Linked DNA regions of Canis lupus: region 2 is linked to region 1. The links are chromatin contacts, called in public Hi-C maps. All regions are on one chromosome and are shown on one strand. Each heading gives the region's core, a stretch centred on a gene start, on an enhancer-like site or on the middle of the called end of the contact. The rest is flanking DNA. Distances are from core to core; before and after follow the strand shown.

The links. Hi-C and Micro-C count contacts between places; a contact is called where the count stands out from the background.
Region 2: a Hi-C map of liver shows a contact between it and region 1, with 2.3 times the contacts expected there. The contact joins the enhancer-like site here to the promoter of SOCS2 in region 1. A contact is called at or near these places in 2 of 9 Hi-C or Micro-C datasets (amygdala and liver).

Annotation. Positions count from the first base shown.
Region 1 is chr15:34,079,035-34,086,266 of UU_Cfam_GSD_1.0, reverse strand. SOCS2 (suppressor of cytokine signaling 2) reads right to left here and starts at 2,818. Exons shown (of 3, transcript XM_038558645.1): 1 at 2,704-2,818; 2 at 1-240. The coding sequence starts at 22.
Region 2 is chr15:34,226,063-34,233,753 of UU_Cfam_GSD_1.0, reverse strand. The region is part of intron 3 of CRADD (death domain-containing protein CRADD); the gene reads right to left. Among named protein-coding and RNA genes, the nearest start is that of CRADD, 56 kb to the right of the region's middle. Within about 2 kb of position 5,088, at least 9 of the 20 cell types and tissues checked have an H3K27ac peak or open chromatin away from gene starts, as enhancers often do. A contact at or near this core is called in liver, where this site is marked.

The DNA of each region.
Region 1 (7,232 bases), core at 1,569-4,068:
GCTCGAGGCACCGCAGGGTCATGGGAGCGGGGTCACCGCGGCAAAGACAGGTGGCCGCCCGCGCCGGGGTCGGGGGGGACACACGTCCTGCCTGGGAGTCAGAGGGGTCCCCGAAACGAGTCCCTGCGGGGGATCCGAAATGCTGGAGGCGGGGAGGTTGGGGTGCTTCTGGTTCTTCCTCCCCAGGTCCCAGTGCACGGATGGCCAAGTCCCCCGCAAGCGCGGTCACCCACAGTTTGCCTGCAAAAAAGAAAGTATGGGGTTTGGTCAGTCCAGACCGGACCCCGCGGCTGGGGTGTGGGTGGGGAGGCAGAGACGTGGAAAATCCCGGGGACTCCTCCGCGTCTTTGCTCCTGCACCATTTAACCCCCAGCATCCAGGGACCCGCCCGGCGCAGCGGTGGAGAAAGGATAAAGAGCAGAGCAGGGACCCAAGACCCAGGAGCTGCCGAGGGGGAGGGGGAGGGGAGGGGAGGGGTGGGGAGGGACGGGAGGAGGGTGGGAACAGGGTGTCTTCCCGCCCGGGGCTACCAGCGGAGCGCGCGGGCCACCGAGCCTGGGCACCTGCGGGCAGGGCGGCTGAACGGGCCTGGGGAAGGACAAAAGGAAAACCCGTGGAGGACCGGAGCGATCCCCCGGGCGGCACTCCCTAGCTCTCAATCCGCGCCGCCCGGGGCTCCGGGACCCGGGACCCAGCACCCTGAGCCGCCAGCCCGGGGCGCCCGGGGCCGGAGCGGACGCACGCCGCGCGGAGGCCGCCTCGCCCCTCGCCCCCCGCCCCCCAGCGCCCCGGTCCGGCAGAGGCGGGGGCGCCGCTCCCGGGCCCAGTGCGCGGCCGCCGCCGCCGCGGGCGCTGTCGAGGAATCGGCCCCGGCGCGCAGCCCTCGCGGGGGCTCGGAGCCGCATCCCCGGCCGCGGCCGCCCCACGCCGGGCCCTTACCTCGGCCTCGGCCTCGGCCGCCGCCTCCACAGCAGGCGGCCTCCCCGGCGGACATGGGCGGGGGCGCCGGGAGGGGCCCGGGAGAGGAAGGGTGTCCGCCCGAGGTTCCCCCGCGGACTTTTAACTTGGGAACCCGATGCCGGGGGATGCGCTGTGCGGCGGCCCGAGCTCTCGGCGCGGAGCGCAAACCAAGGCGCGGGGGTGGGACCCTCGCCTGGAAGCCCCGGGCTCCGAAGTCCCCACCCGGGGCGGCCGCCGGCTTCCCCTGCGGCCGCGGCCAAGGAGGTGGGAAGAAGAAAGGAGGAGGCAGGAGCTAGGGCGGGAGGGAGGCAGGCGGGTGGGGAGGAGCGGCGGATCAGGTTATTAGGAGGATTATTAATTGGGATGGCAGTTTGGGGCGGGGGAGGAAACTCCGGAGACTTCCCGTCGCCTAGAAGGAGCCCCGCGAGCCGGCGGCAGGGGCGGCCGCGGGCAGAGCCGCGCCTCGGACTCTCCGGCGCTCGGGAGCGGCGCAGCCCAGGCCGCCCGCGCTCGCGGCCGCGCCCCGCTGCCCTCCCCGGCGACCCCCCTCGGGGAGGAGCCCTCGCGCTCCCCGGACCCGTACCTGCCGCCAGCCCCCGGCCGAGCTCCTCCGGCGCCCCGGCTGCCGGCGCGGGGGGTCCTGAGGCTGTGCGCGCGGGGCCCCGGGGCGCCCTGTCCGCGGCCCGCGCAGCGCCGGGAGCGGCGGGCGGGGAGGCTCATGCTTCAGGGGAAGCCCAAGGCCCGCGAGCCGCGGTCGGGCGGCGAGACATGGCAAGAGTTAAACGTCTGTCCCCGGAGCGGGGTGTGCGCGCGACTTCCCGGCCCCGCGCGCCTCCCTCGCTCCCCGCCTCCCTCCCGGTCCGCGCCCCCCCCCCCCCCCGCGCCCCGCCCGGCTGCTGCGGAGGCCGCTTTCCAGGAACTTTCCAGGAATCCGCCTCACGTGACCGCGGCCCCCGCTTCTGCTTTAAAGAGGCTCCGGCGCGAATGCGCAGGCTTCAGGGGAGGCGGGCTCAGGGCGCCCGGTGCGGGGGCGCCCGGTGCGGGGCCGCCGGGGACCCCGCCCGCCTCCGGCCGCTCCGCGCGAGGGCTCCGCGGGGCGCCGTGTCTCCGAGCGCCCTCCTCTCCCCTGCACGTGCTGTGAGCCGCGTGGGGGGAGACCGGGCGCCCTCGGCGGCGGCCCCCCTCGCTCTCCGGCACGTTAGTGGAGCGACAGCGGCCCCCTTGCAGGCCCCGCGCGCCGGAGGGAGCGGGCGGGCGGCGGTGCGGGCGCCCGGGTCCTCGAAGGCGGCGGGCGGAGCGCGGCGCCTCCTTAAGCGGCGCTGCCGGAGAGCGGCTCCTCCCCCAGGCGCTCCGGCTCCCGGTCTCCCGCGGCCCCGCCGGGCTCCTCCTCCCCGCCGCCGCCGCTCCTCCGCCGGCTCCTCCGCTCCTTCCCGCCCGCAGCCCGGCTCACCTGCGCCCGCGGCGGGGCCCGGCGCCCTCACCTGCGCGCCCCCGCGGTGCCGGGCGGCCCGGCGCCGCAGCCCCGAGAGCTGTAGTCCCGGCGGTTCCCCGCAGGCCTGGCGCCCAGGCACCGGGAATTCGTTCAGATCCCGTCACTTCCCTGCGCGGAGACCCTCACCTCCTCCCACCGGGTCGGAGGCCACCTGGTCTCCGTTGGAACTCAGCACCTGGCCTGCACGTCCGCCTCCAAAATGTGACCTACTTTAAATGTGACCTATTTTTTTTTAAACCATTAACACTCACGGGAAAACCGGATCCCAAATTTCGATAACCATTTTTCTTTGAAATACTATTCTATTGCATCACTGCTCAAAAGCTTGAAAGGTCAATGGCCACTTTCTGTTGAAGCAGGGGCTAAGGGGAAGTTGGGCGAGGAAGGGGGAGGCGCGTCTCGCGAGCCTTGCCTGGTGCGCCCCCTGCCGGCCCCGAGAGGAAACGGAGGCCAGCTTCCTGCCTTCTGGGCCAGGAGTCCGGGAGCAATGGTTTTCTCAACAATTTTCCTGCTTTTGAGTAAATAACTATGCAGACGACAGGCAAGCGAGCCAGGAAGTGAGGGGGGCATCTTCCAGCTAACAAAGGGCTTTGGCGACGTCAGAGTCCTATGCATGGAATCCAGTTTTGTTTTTTTAGAGTCTTCCAGGTGGAGGGCGGGGCTGATTCAGCCCTAGTTGAAACTCCGTAAAGCAGCTAAATGATTTTGCCCAAGTCATTTACTGTCTTTGGACACTCGGCCTTTTTTTTTTTTTTTTTTTAATAAAAGAAAGGGACTGGACCCAGTCCTGGCTCAGGGACTGAGATGAATGAATAAATCAGATTCCATGGAGAGTTTGTGTGTATAGTCTGAGGCCCAGAACCTTTAAGAACCACTAGTCATCTACTAGGGTTCACTATGTTCTAAATTATTCCATATGGCTTCTTATTCCTTGGTAGAGAATCCCAAACAAAGGGTTCTGTAGTTTAAAAGATTTTAAGCATTTTACGAAGAGAAAATAAATTTCTATTTGTCAGCTGAATCTTCCAGCAACCTTCCTTCATGTGATTTCCTGTTGCCTCCTAACATGTGCTATTCCCTGTTTTGCACACACTTTTCCCTCCTCCTGGAATGCCCTTCCCGGATTGGGTGTGTGGCCAGCTCTTGTCATTCAGGTTGGAGCTCAGAGTCATTCCACAGACAGTATCCATTAAAAATTACGGGGATCCCTGGGTGGCACAGCGGTTTGGCGCCTGCCTTTGGCCCGGGGCGCGATCCTGGAGACCCAGGATCGAATCCCACATCGGGCTCCCGGTGCATGGAGCCTGCTTCTCCCTCTGCCTGTGTCTCTGCCTCTCTCTCTGTGACTATCATAAAAAAATAAATAAATAAATATTTTTAAAAAATTACGACAAGAGGGGATCCCTGGGTGGCTTGGCAGTTCAGCGCCTGCCTTTGGCTGGGGGCGTTATCCTGGGGTTCCGAGATCGAGTCCTGCGTCGGGCTCCCGGCATGGGGCCTGCTTCTCCCTCTGCCTGTGTCTCTGCCTCTCTCTCTCTATGTCTATCATGAATGAATATATAAAATCTTTTTTAAAAATTACAATAAGCATAATGCCAGCTATAGGGGCACCAAACTTCGTAGCAAAGTAAGATTTTGACTTTTGTTTCTGAAATGTTTCCCAGGGACGCCCAGCATTTTGTTCGTCTTTTTAATCCCCAGGAAACACATATGGGAGCATCTTAGGAAAATATTTATAGGGCCATGTTAAGTGAAAAAAAAAGAGAATATGAAATTGTAACTATGTTATGACTACAACATTATAACATTATGTATGGCTCCGGGCAAAACAGAAGAAAATGTGGAGAAATGAAAGCCGCTGTTTCTAGGGTGGCGGGATATGGGTGAATTTTAAAATTTGATTTTCCTTGATACATTTCCAGTATTTTTGATATAGTTATCACTTTCCAAAATTGCATGTGGATCAGGGTCTTCGGCTACTCTCAGGGAATAGAGTGCAGTTGTAGAATTTATGACCCCAGTACTGTTGGGTCTCTCTCCTGGACTCCCAGAACTGCCACTCAGCATTGCCTTTCACATGTCTAATAGACATCCCTGGTTTAACGTGTCCCAAACTGAGACCCGATAATTTCTTAAAACAACCCCTTTTAAGAAAAAACCAAAAGCAATTCCTCCTTCATTCTCCCCCCATCTCTGAAAAATGTCATATCTGGTCTCCAGTTGCTCTGGCTAACAGCCCAAAAGTCATCTTGACTGCTCCTTTTCACACATCCCACATCCCATGTGTTGGCCAATTCTTTGACTCTGATTTCACAATAAGCCCAGAATTGAAGCCCTTGCCACATTTCCACCACACACCAGTCCAAGCCTGGTTTACTAGTCTCAGCCTGGCTTACTGCTGCAGCCTCTTCCTGGCACCCTTGTCCCTTGAATGGACTCTTCCTGACAGAGAGTGAGCCTGTTTAAACCAAGTCATGGCATGTCCCTCCTCTGCTCCAGTCCAAATGGCTGCATCACACCAGACGGAATGACAATATCTGAGTAGCCACTCACAACGGCCTACAAGGTCTGGTTGCATTTACCTCCCCGATCTCATCCCCTGCTGCTCTGTTCCTTGATCACTACTTAAGACACATCGGACTCCTTGCTGTTTCCAAGACCTACTACCCTTGCTCCTTCCTCAGAGCCTTCTATGCTATCTCCTTGATCCACCATGCTCTTCCTTCAGATATCTGCATGGTTTGCACCCTCACCTCTTCAGACCTTTATTCAGTGCCACCTTCTTAGTGAGACCTTGCCTAACCACCCTCTTCAAAATCAACCTGCCCACACACACATTCCTCTCTCTTCCCTGCTCTAGTTTTCTCCTTAATGCCGATCACTATCTAACCTAGTTTATTTTTTTATTTATTGGTCTGGTTTTCTCTCTTTTTCACTCGAATGTAAGCTTCATGAGGACATGTATTTGTCTTTGCATTGTTCGCAGCTATATCTTGGCTCCTCCAAATAGTCCCCAGCATTTAGCAGGCATTCCACAGGACTGGTGAATGGGGGAATGGATGGGTGAGTGGTGCTTTAGCAGGGTGGCTTTAACGTTAAACGGCCGGCCATGGATCCCCGCTGTGCTACCACTTGCTACACGACTGAATTTGGTAAAAATCTATATCTCATATCTGTTACGTTCAGTGGGGCAGGTGCATGGCTGCAGTGGGGAACTGTCATTCCACAGAAGAGGGAAGGGAGAGTGATTTTCACAAAGCTGGGAGTTTCTTCTGTTGCCTGCATTGAGGGATTGCCAAGGCTTGGAATCTCTGTGTGCCAAAGTCAAACTGGATGTTCTTGATTTGCCATGCAGATGTTCTAATATTGGAATTGACAGGTGCTCCACACTGAGCTTTTGCCTAGGTGCAGAGAGTGTTTTAGTTTTTGTTTTAGGGGTGGAGGAAGCTATAAGATGATTGTTGGCTTTTGTGTCTGGAATACCTGTGAGCACTTTTAGGGGGCACCTGGGTGGCTCAGATGGTTGTGTCTGCCTTCAGCTCAGGTCAAGATCTTGGGATCCAGGTCATGATCTTAGGGTCCCGGGATGGAGCCCTATTGGGTTCCTAGCTTGGTGGGGAGTCTGCTTCTCCCTCTTCCTCTGCCCTTCCCTCTGCTCGTGCTTTCTCTCTCTCTCTCTCAAATGAATAAATAAAATCTTTTTTAAAAAGTGCGCTTTTAATTGGACACTATCTCTTTTAAACTTTGCCATGTCACCATCACCACCACAACCACCATCTCACACACACACACACACACACACACACACACACACACATGCACCATCCTCATGAATCCCTGTGATTCTGAAATCCACTCCACTGGAGAACACGGACCCAGTCATACCTAGTCAATAGAAGTGTCTTATTCTCTTGGCCACAGGGTTTGTCCAGTATCACAGCCCAAGCAGATTATTTTGTTAGGATCTGATGTAAGGTGCTGTAAGAGGAATGAATGATCCCTCCCCTTCTGAGATGATGAGCAGTCATAATGACCATGTAAGCCGACTTTTCTACTGTGGAGGAGGCCATCAAAGGATGAAAGCAACAGAGAAGAAAGGAGAGCTCAGGTTTGAGTGAGAGGGAGAGATTCTTAAGTACTTGACTCCAATATGCCTGAAGCTGCACTACCCTTGGACTAATCAGATACCGGACAGAGCCAATGCGTTAATCCTTCCCTATGTAGTTAGATTTGGATTTCTGCAATTTGTAATCAAAGACACTGTCACGGGGTGTAGTGAGTTGGATAGGGAGGGATCTGTGGGAGGGAGTGGAATAGAGACTTGAGAAGATGAAGAACAGAGCTATCTTCCATATGATGAGCATCTCTCACTTCTCTGCTGCTTCTCAATACCAGTTCCCTTTTACAATGTCCTGCTTGCTCCAGCCCCATAATGGAGGACACTCCCTGGTGTCCTGGCTGGCTTCGGGGATTGCAGAGGGAAAAGCCGGGCAGATGGCTTTCCCCTAGACTTCTAGGACCCAAGAACGTGGGAGATGGCCATGCCCTTGGTCTTTCTATGCACAGAAGTTGAGGGAAGTCATGTTCTAGGACAATAGTTGTTAATATAAAGTAACAGATATCTCAGAAATTCTGATAAAAATATACAGGCCAGAGTTAACAAACCACCTGCCTACGGGCTACATTTGATCCCTCAGGCTATTAAGATTGGTGTGCCAGGATTCTTTTTTTAAAAATGTGAATCAAATTAAAATTCTGGAGATTTCACCCCTAAAGTGAT
Region 2 (7,691 bases), core at 3,839-6,338, 150 kb before region 1:
CTACCCACCTACATCTCATTATCTTCTAACCTAGTACCCTCATTTGTTTCCATGACAGCAGGGATTTTGTTTACATCATTACCCATTATATGCCCAGAACAGTACCTAACATATACTAAGCACTTAATATTGCAAGAATGCATATAGTCAATATGAAGAACTAGAATACCACCAAACAGGGCCCATGTCAAAGCCCTAGAATAGTGGTGCAACTTCTTGTGGCTTCTTGGAAGGTCCTACTGCTACTCCTACTAGGCCCTGACCCATGAGGCAGTATCAACCCTCATAGCTGCAAATAGCTTCAGGTAAGCCCCAGAGACATCTGGTTCCAACCTCAGAAGAGCCTACAGATTGTTCTCTTTCCAGAAGTTTCCAAGTCTGAAGGTTTACCAAGATCAGGCTCTAAAGAGGGACTGGATATCCTGGTCAGGTGAGATACAGATGCCTATACTTTGGGGCCTTCATGCCTTTGCAGATCACAGCTGCCATACTCCTCACCTGAGAAGCTTCTCCCCCTCCCCTGTTTCTAGATGCCCAGCATCTCCACCTGGGTGCTGGCTCCCTGCACCTCAGCCAGGGTTGGAGGCGGGGGTGGGGTGGGTGGGTGTGGATTACTGGAAGGTATGAGAGGGGACAACAATGCTGATTGATACTACTATTAACTGAACGCCCATCCTTTGTGAGGCATTTTCACGTAATAACATCACATTGACCTTAGAATCTAAAATCTTTTCAACCACCCTAGGAAAGCAGATTGGATATTTTTTTTCTATTTTACAAGTTGCATAAACCACTTAAAGTCATACGGCTATAGGGTAGCAGAGTCAAGATCTAAACCTAAGTTTAACTACCTGTAAAAGTTATATATTTCTGGCATCATCTGGTGTCTTTACTGGCAGTCCTGGGGGAAAGGATAGTAGAGAGGAGGGGAAAGGCCATCCTGACATCACTGCCTTGCTCCCTGATCTAACATTAAGAGGAAAGGAAAAGTTGGGGAGGAGAGTAGAGAAATGAATAAGGGAAGAGAAAGAAAATCCCCCACCTCTGCTCTCCCCACTGTCCCCTGATGCTTCTTACCAGTGCCACCCCCCACATCACCCTTGGCCTTGCACCTTCACCTGCCTTACATGAGCTTCCCCTGTGATACGTGAGAGAGCATTTCTGCTCTAACTCCAGCATGATGGCAACACTTCACTTCTTGCTGCAAGGCCACAACAGAGTAATGGCTTACTGGCTTCCTTAATTGGAATTCAACACATTTTTCCATAAAATTACATTACCTTGTGTTTAGGGTTTATAATACCAATGGCCTTTTTATTAAAAAGAAGAAGGATAATAGAGATCCACTAATCTGAAATCCAAAACACTCTGAAAACCTTAAGTTTTTTCATAACTCATTTGGCAGCAAAACCTGACCTGACCTGAACTCATTTGGCCTGAATTCATTTGGCGACAAATCCTGACCTGAAATGACACGAGGTTATTTATAGTTCTTATTTATCCCACTAAGTGTGAATATTCATCAGTTACAGTGCAAAAGTATTAATGTGTTTGATTATAAGATCCTACTCCAGGCCACACTATAGTGCTATGTAATAACTGGTATATGCACAATATTATCCTTTAAAAAAAAAATCCAGAGTCCGCAAAATCCAGCCTCAAAGGTTTTGAATACAGAACTGTAGACCTATATTTACTCAGATTTAACCTCTTTGAATTTTGGGTTCATCGTAAGTCTGAAATTAGGTCACAGACAACATCATTTCTTAAGGAAAATATATTAATTTCAAACAAGCAATTTGAAAATGAATTTTTGGGAAACTACTAATTAATGGGTTGGAAACTATATAGAAGTATACAATAAAGAAAAATTTGTCAGGATAAAAGGTTTCCATCCTGCAAAAAAAAAAAAAAAAAAATCAGATTCTGCTTTCCATTCCCACACAATCTTCAAGAAGTCTTCAGCTTCCAAAAAATATGGCCAATCTTCTTGAACCTCTCTATCCACTGAGGAGAGTGTTGGAATATTAGAACATAGACCAAAGAAAAAAGAGGTAATACGAGAAACCTGTTGTGTCCATTCTATCATTCTGTTCATTTATATTTCTGCCAAAATTATGTTTTTATGACTTTTATTGACAGTCAAAGTTTACCTTTCTAGCAGAAGGAAAGCAATAAATGCCCTTTTCAACTCAAAATATGTTCAAAGCAAAATTCCAATCTTCTTATAATCATCTTATGAATGTGAAAATCATCTGATTATTTTTCTCCCATTTTGTTTGGTAGAAAAACCAGAGCAAAATTTATAGCCTAGTTCCAGCACCTGTATAGAATTTTATACTGTATGTTCTTTGTATTAACCCTACCCATACTGGCCTTGTTATTTTTCTCCTATTTTCCTTTAGCTCAATTTCTTCATATCTTTATTTAATGTAGTATGGTGGTAGTGGTATTAGTGGAGGTAGTGGGTGTGTTTGTATGTGTAAATTTCCTCAAAATCTTCTCTTAATAAGGTGGAGTTTGGGTAAATAAGGAAGTAAGTAATTGTATACTTAATAACGTACTGGCATGGATCCATTTACTCCCAGCTATAAAGACTTCAGTAATAACAGAATTCTAAATCATTCTACTTAATTAATTGCATGAATACTGAGCCATAATTAAAACCTTCTCTACCAGGATGCCTGGGTGGCTCAGCGGTTGGGCACCTGCCTTTGGCTCAGGCAATGATCCCGGGATCCAGGATCTAGTCCTGCATCAGGCTCCCTGCAGGGAGCCTGTTTCTCCCTCTGCCTATGTCTTTGTCTCTCTCTCTATCTCTCTCAGTCTGTGTCCCTCATGAATAAATAAATAAATCTTTAAAAAAAAAAAACCTTCTCTATCAAAATGCCATGGCCATCATTCATTATATGCAAATAACCATAAATTAGGGAAAGCAAAAAAGAGCATCTAAGCAATGTTGCATGTTTCAAAAATATATATAGTCACCCAAGATATGTGGTTAAGACTTGACCATCATTTTACCCCAAAAACTGGGGAGGCAAGAGTTTCAAGTCTCAGCATTCATACTCTCTCACTATTCTGTATTCCCAGACCACAGTTCCTTCCCACAGCACCACATCTGAGCCTGAGATTATGAAATACCCTCTCCTTGCACCAGGCCCCCTACTTGCTGGAATTACTGGAAGACAATGGAGCTACTAAAAGATGGGGATGTCCCAAAGAGTATTCATAAAACCCCTAAGAGCTGGACACTTTCTGTTCTAGGGCTGCCTCTGGTGATTAACCTTTTATTTTCTTTTCACTCATTCCAAAGCATTTGAATTTTTCCCTGTATCATCCATACTTCTGAAGAGTTGTCTAGTTAAATTTTTTCTAGAGGGGAAAATTAGAATTTAACTAACAAATGGTAATAAGCATTCATAAATAGTAAATTAGGGTACATAATGTAGGCCTGCCCTCCCCCAGCCCAAGTTGTAAGAACCATGAAGTTCTATAAGAAGTAAAAAAGGTAAACTCCTTTTTTAGGAGGCCATATGCGCCCTACGAACAGAAGTCATAGCACATAGTCCAGCACATCTTAGGCATGAGTAAGTGGCAGCCAGGTCAGGGAACCTGGTTCCTTATCCAAAATTGGATTCTGACAACACAGATCCAAGAATTCTTTTTGGATTGCAACACAAAAATCTGAGTTTAAAAAACAAAACAAAACAAAACAAAAAAACTGACAGGGGAATGTTGCATTAAACCTCTAAAAATTCTTAAGCACTATTTCATATTACTGGCCTTTTTAAATTTTAATTTTACCTTGCAAAATTCTGAGACTTAAGATGCTTAAAATTTCTTTAAAATGATTAAAATGATGTATTATGACTATTACCATCACAGGTATGCTGTACCTAGAAGGGTGTGCTAAACAGAATTCTAAAGATGTCTCCCAAGATTTCCATTCCCTAATGATTCAATCAAGCACTAGATGAGGTACTGTTGTGAAGGGACTTTGCTGTGTAATTAAGGTTACTAATCAGTTGATTTTAGAGACATATCCTGACTTATTTTAATTATACAGGGGATTCAATTTAATATAAGGAATAATATTCTAATTATCAGAGCTCTGTAGCCACGAATGGACTGCCTCAAAAAGCAGTCAGAAATGTTATAAGATTAGTACAATTCCATAGAAAAATTATTGGCCTGAATGACCTCTATGCTCCAAATGCAAAATTCTGTGATTCCATCCACTTAGTAACATAGTTCTATGGGCTGCTACAAGAATATGGCATTATAAGGGTACTGGTTAAGGTGCTAGTCTTGTACAGAACAGGCACATGAACACATTAAACTTTACCACTGAGGTGGACAGGGCCATTCTCCCAGCAACATAAATTATTGGCATTCTAAGTTTCTAAATCGGAGCAACATACACAAGTATACAAAAACGAAACTATTTTAAATGACAGCCTTTTATTTTTGATTCTGTGGAATTCTTTTTCAAAAGTGAAGTCTGGCTGCATCCCTCTGGTTCCGAGGGTGGAAGGTGAGAATGGGAGACGCGGCGAAGCTTCCCTGATGAGAAGCGACCCAGAACACAACGTGTTAATGTTCCTGAGTGCCCGAACACCTGACTTTACTAGCACAGGCTGCCCCTTCAAAACGAAATCTGCAGGACCTGCTCATCACACAACAGCAAGAAGTTCCCTGGCAACCTGTGATTGCTAATTTACTGAAGATGGGCAGCCGGCTATTGGAAGGAATGCCAATTTTCCCTGTATTCTCCTTCATCACAGATGCAAGGGTTTATGCAAGGTTCACATTTCACTCAGGTTCGTGTTAAGTTTGGTTTGTTTCCTTGAGATTGGCTGAGTTGCCCTGGTTTTGGCAGAATGGGGGCGAGCCAATCATTCCATATTTACCTTTCACCAAGGCCAAAAGGGACAAATGCAAATAAACATGTCTTTCAAGTATACCTCTGTTACCCCAGGCGCTGCCTCAGCGTAATATGCCGAGAACGGGGAGAACTGCCCAGTCACCCCCGATCACACCCAGGGCGCCCTTGGGCCTGCGGGGTGACTAGCTGCCTCCCAAACGAGGCTGCACTGGACTGCCGGGAGCCCTGAGCCAAGCTCTCGGCTTATCTGCTGTTTGCGCAGCGCCACCGCGCTCACCAGTTCCTAGAGAAGGCGTTCTGAGAAAAAAGAAAGAGCCCGGTTCCCTAGAAACATTAAATTAACACAAGGGATCTGGAAACAAAACAGCAGATGCCTGAAAGCCTTCCCCTGGACTGTTTCCTGCCTTCTTGGAAAATCTTTGTGTTAAAATAGATTGGATTACCCGGCAGAGCCAGACACTGCTTGAGAACTTGGTTTGGGTTAACATGAAAGCAAAGTTTGCCATCTTTTTAAACGATTTTTCTTTCCAAGGGGGTCATTGATATCAGCTAGGACCTGAAGCTGCGATTTTTTTGCATTACAATAGAGAACTTTCCATAACATTGACTTGCAAATCAGATAACAAAAATCAGGGCTTTCAGAGTAAAAAAGTGGAGCACAGAACTGAGTAATAAGAGTTCAGAATCGGAGACTCGTGTCTCTGGAAACTGCCTAGAAAGGGCACAGTTCAGCCCCTTATTTTACAAAGAAGTAATATGTTTGATTTCTAAGCTTGTTTACTTCAACCACAGCTAGAGGCACAAGAAAGAGTAGAAGTATCTAATAGCATTTTCAGAGTCAAAAACAGAAGCAGAAAGTTTTATGAGTAACGTTTCATCAGCCTCCTTCATTTGAAACCCCAAGCACTAAACTCCATCAACCTAATCTGCAAATTAATCTCATCCTATAGAATTTGTCAATTCAAACCAAGATTAATAACCACATACCTTAAGAACGGTGGGCCCACTTCCGACCTCCACATCACCTTTACTTTCATATTTAAACATTTTTGATAGCTGAGAATAAGATCTTAGGCCTCCTGTGAGATACCAGGGTTTACAGAAGAAATAAAGTTTTTATTGTCACAGCATCATCTTTGACATTTTAACTTTTTTTCTTGATAACCTTTAAGGGAGGACTCATAATCCTTGGCCACTATTTTACATGGGTCTTGCTTTCTAATAAAAACAGTTACTTGTGTAGTCCTAAAAGGTTTCTATGCTTATCCCAAACTTGGAAGCATGAGATGGGGGAGAACCACATTACAAGGTACTCTCAACAAATAGAAAATTAAACATCTTTCCCTAAGCGTGGAAGCATCAAAACTCATTTATTTGAAAGCAAGGCAGTCAGACAAAATCATTTCATCTGTAGCAAGGCAAGTATACCACTCCATGAGAACAGCAGCCCCAAGTATTTCTGTTTTAACAGCTCACAGGGGATATACAAAATATATCATTCCTCCCTGATGTATGAAAAAAATAAAGGGCAATTTTATAGTAACTTCAGTGCTTTCTAACTTAGTAGTTGGACTTACGGAAAAGCAAGTAAAATTTTTAAATGTTTATAAAAAAAGAAAAGGAAAATACTGCAAAAATTATTTAGCTGGCAGGTCACGGAGAAATCCAGAATCTTTGCAGGAGTCACCAAACTACAGAGAAGTTTTAAAACCGAAAGTCAACTCAGACAGCTTTTAACAGGTATTAAGTATTTCACACAACAAAATTATCATCCGTACATACTTTTTTTTTAATAACACAAATAGATTTATTTCTAACTATTAGGAAATAGCTATAGGTATGCAAAAATAACTAAACAGGCCATGACAAGAATAAATAACTTGCTACACAATGCTATTAGCCAACACTGGCTTTAAAAAAGAAGACCAGGAATTTCAAACTGATTATAACTGATCCGGTGTGACTCCCACATTTTCTAGGTAGGTACTGTTGTTAAGACTATCGCTTTCACAGAAATATATTCCAATCTATCTAATTTTTATGTATCAATCACAGCAACACTAAAACAAAAATGACTGCAAACAAACATGGATTGACTTAGCTCCTTTTAAAAAAGTGTTGTTATTACACTAAAACCTTTGTTAAATGCATTATGGAAGAAGATTAGCAAATTTTAACTACCCCCCTCCAAAATTATTTTTTGAAAAAGCAGAACAATCTTCATGCCATAGAAAACTATATAGATAGCTCATAACCCTCAGAATTCCTTTCGCACAGCTAATGGGTCTTTCATTTCTGGGGTTTCTTTACATTTAAGTGAAATGTTAAAAGAAGAAATATATAGATGTTGATTTTAAAAAAGCTATCCTAATTATCCTGTTTTGCTATCTAATTTCAGCTCAACCAAGTTTAAAAGCTTTGGTTGGCTTTGGTAGATTTTTTTCCCCCTATTTTAAAAATCATTACTAAACAGATGAGGTTATTATAGTTAAAACTCTAAATCCAAATGTCATATGCTCTGTTGTAAAAATGTGCACAGTATTAATTAAATATACTTTTCCTTCTATATATTTTTGTATCTTTGGCCAAACTTCCAAGTATAGTTTTAGTTTATGATTTGTACCCTTAAATTAAAATGTTCCTATTTTATGCTATAACAATCAGTAAACGTTTTCTAAAGTCAGATGCTTCAAAATAAATGATTCAAGTGTTTTAATGAAAGCCCTCTTGTAATTAAAGAAGGTGACTAGTAATGAGAAAGAAAATTAAAGGCATATTTACAACAAATCAAAAACAGAAAAAA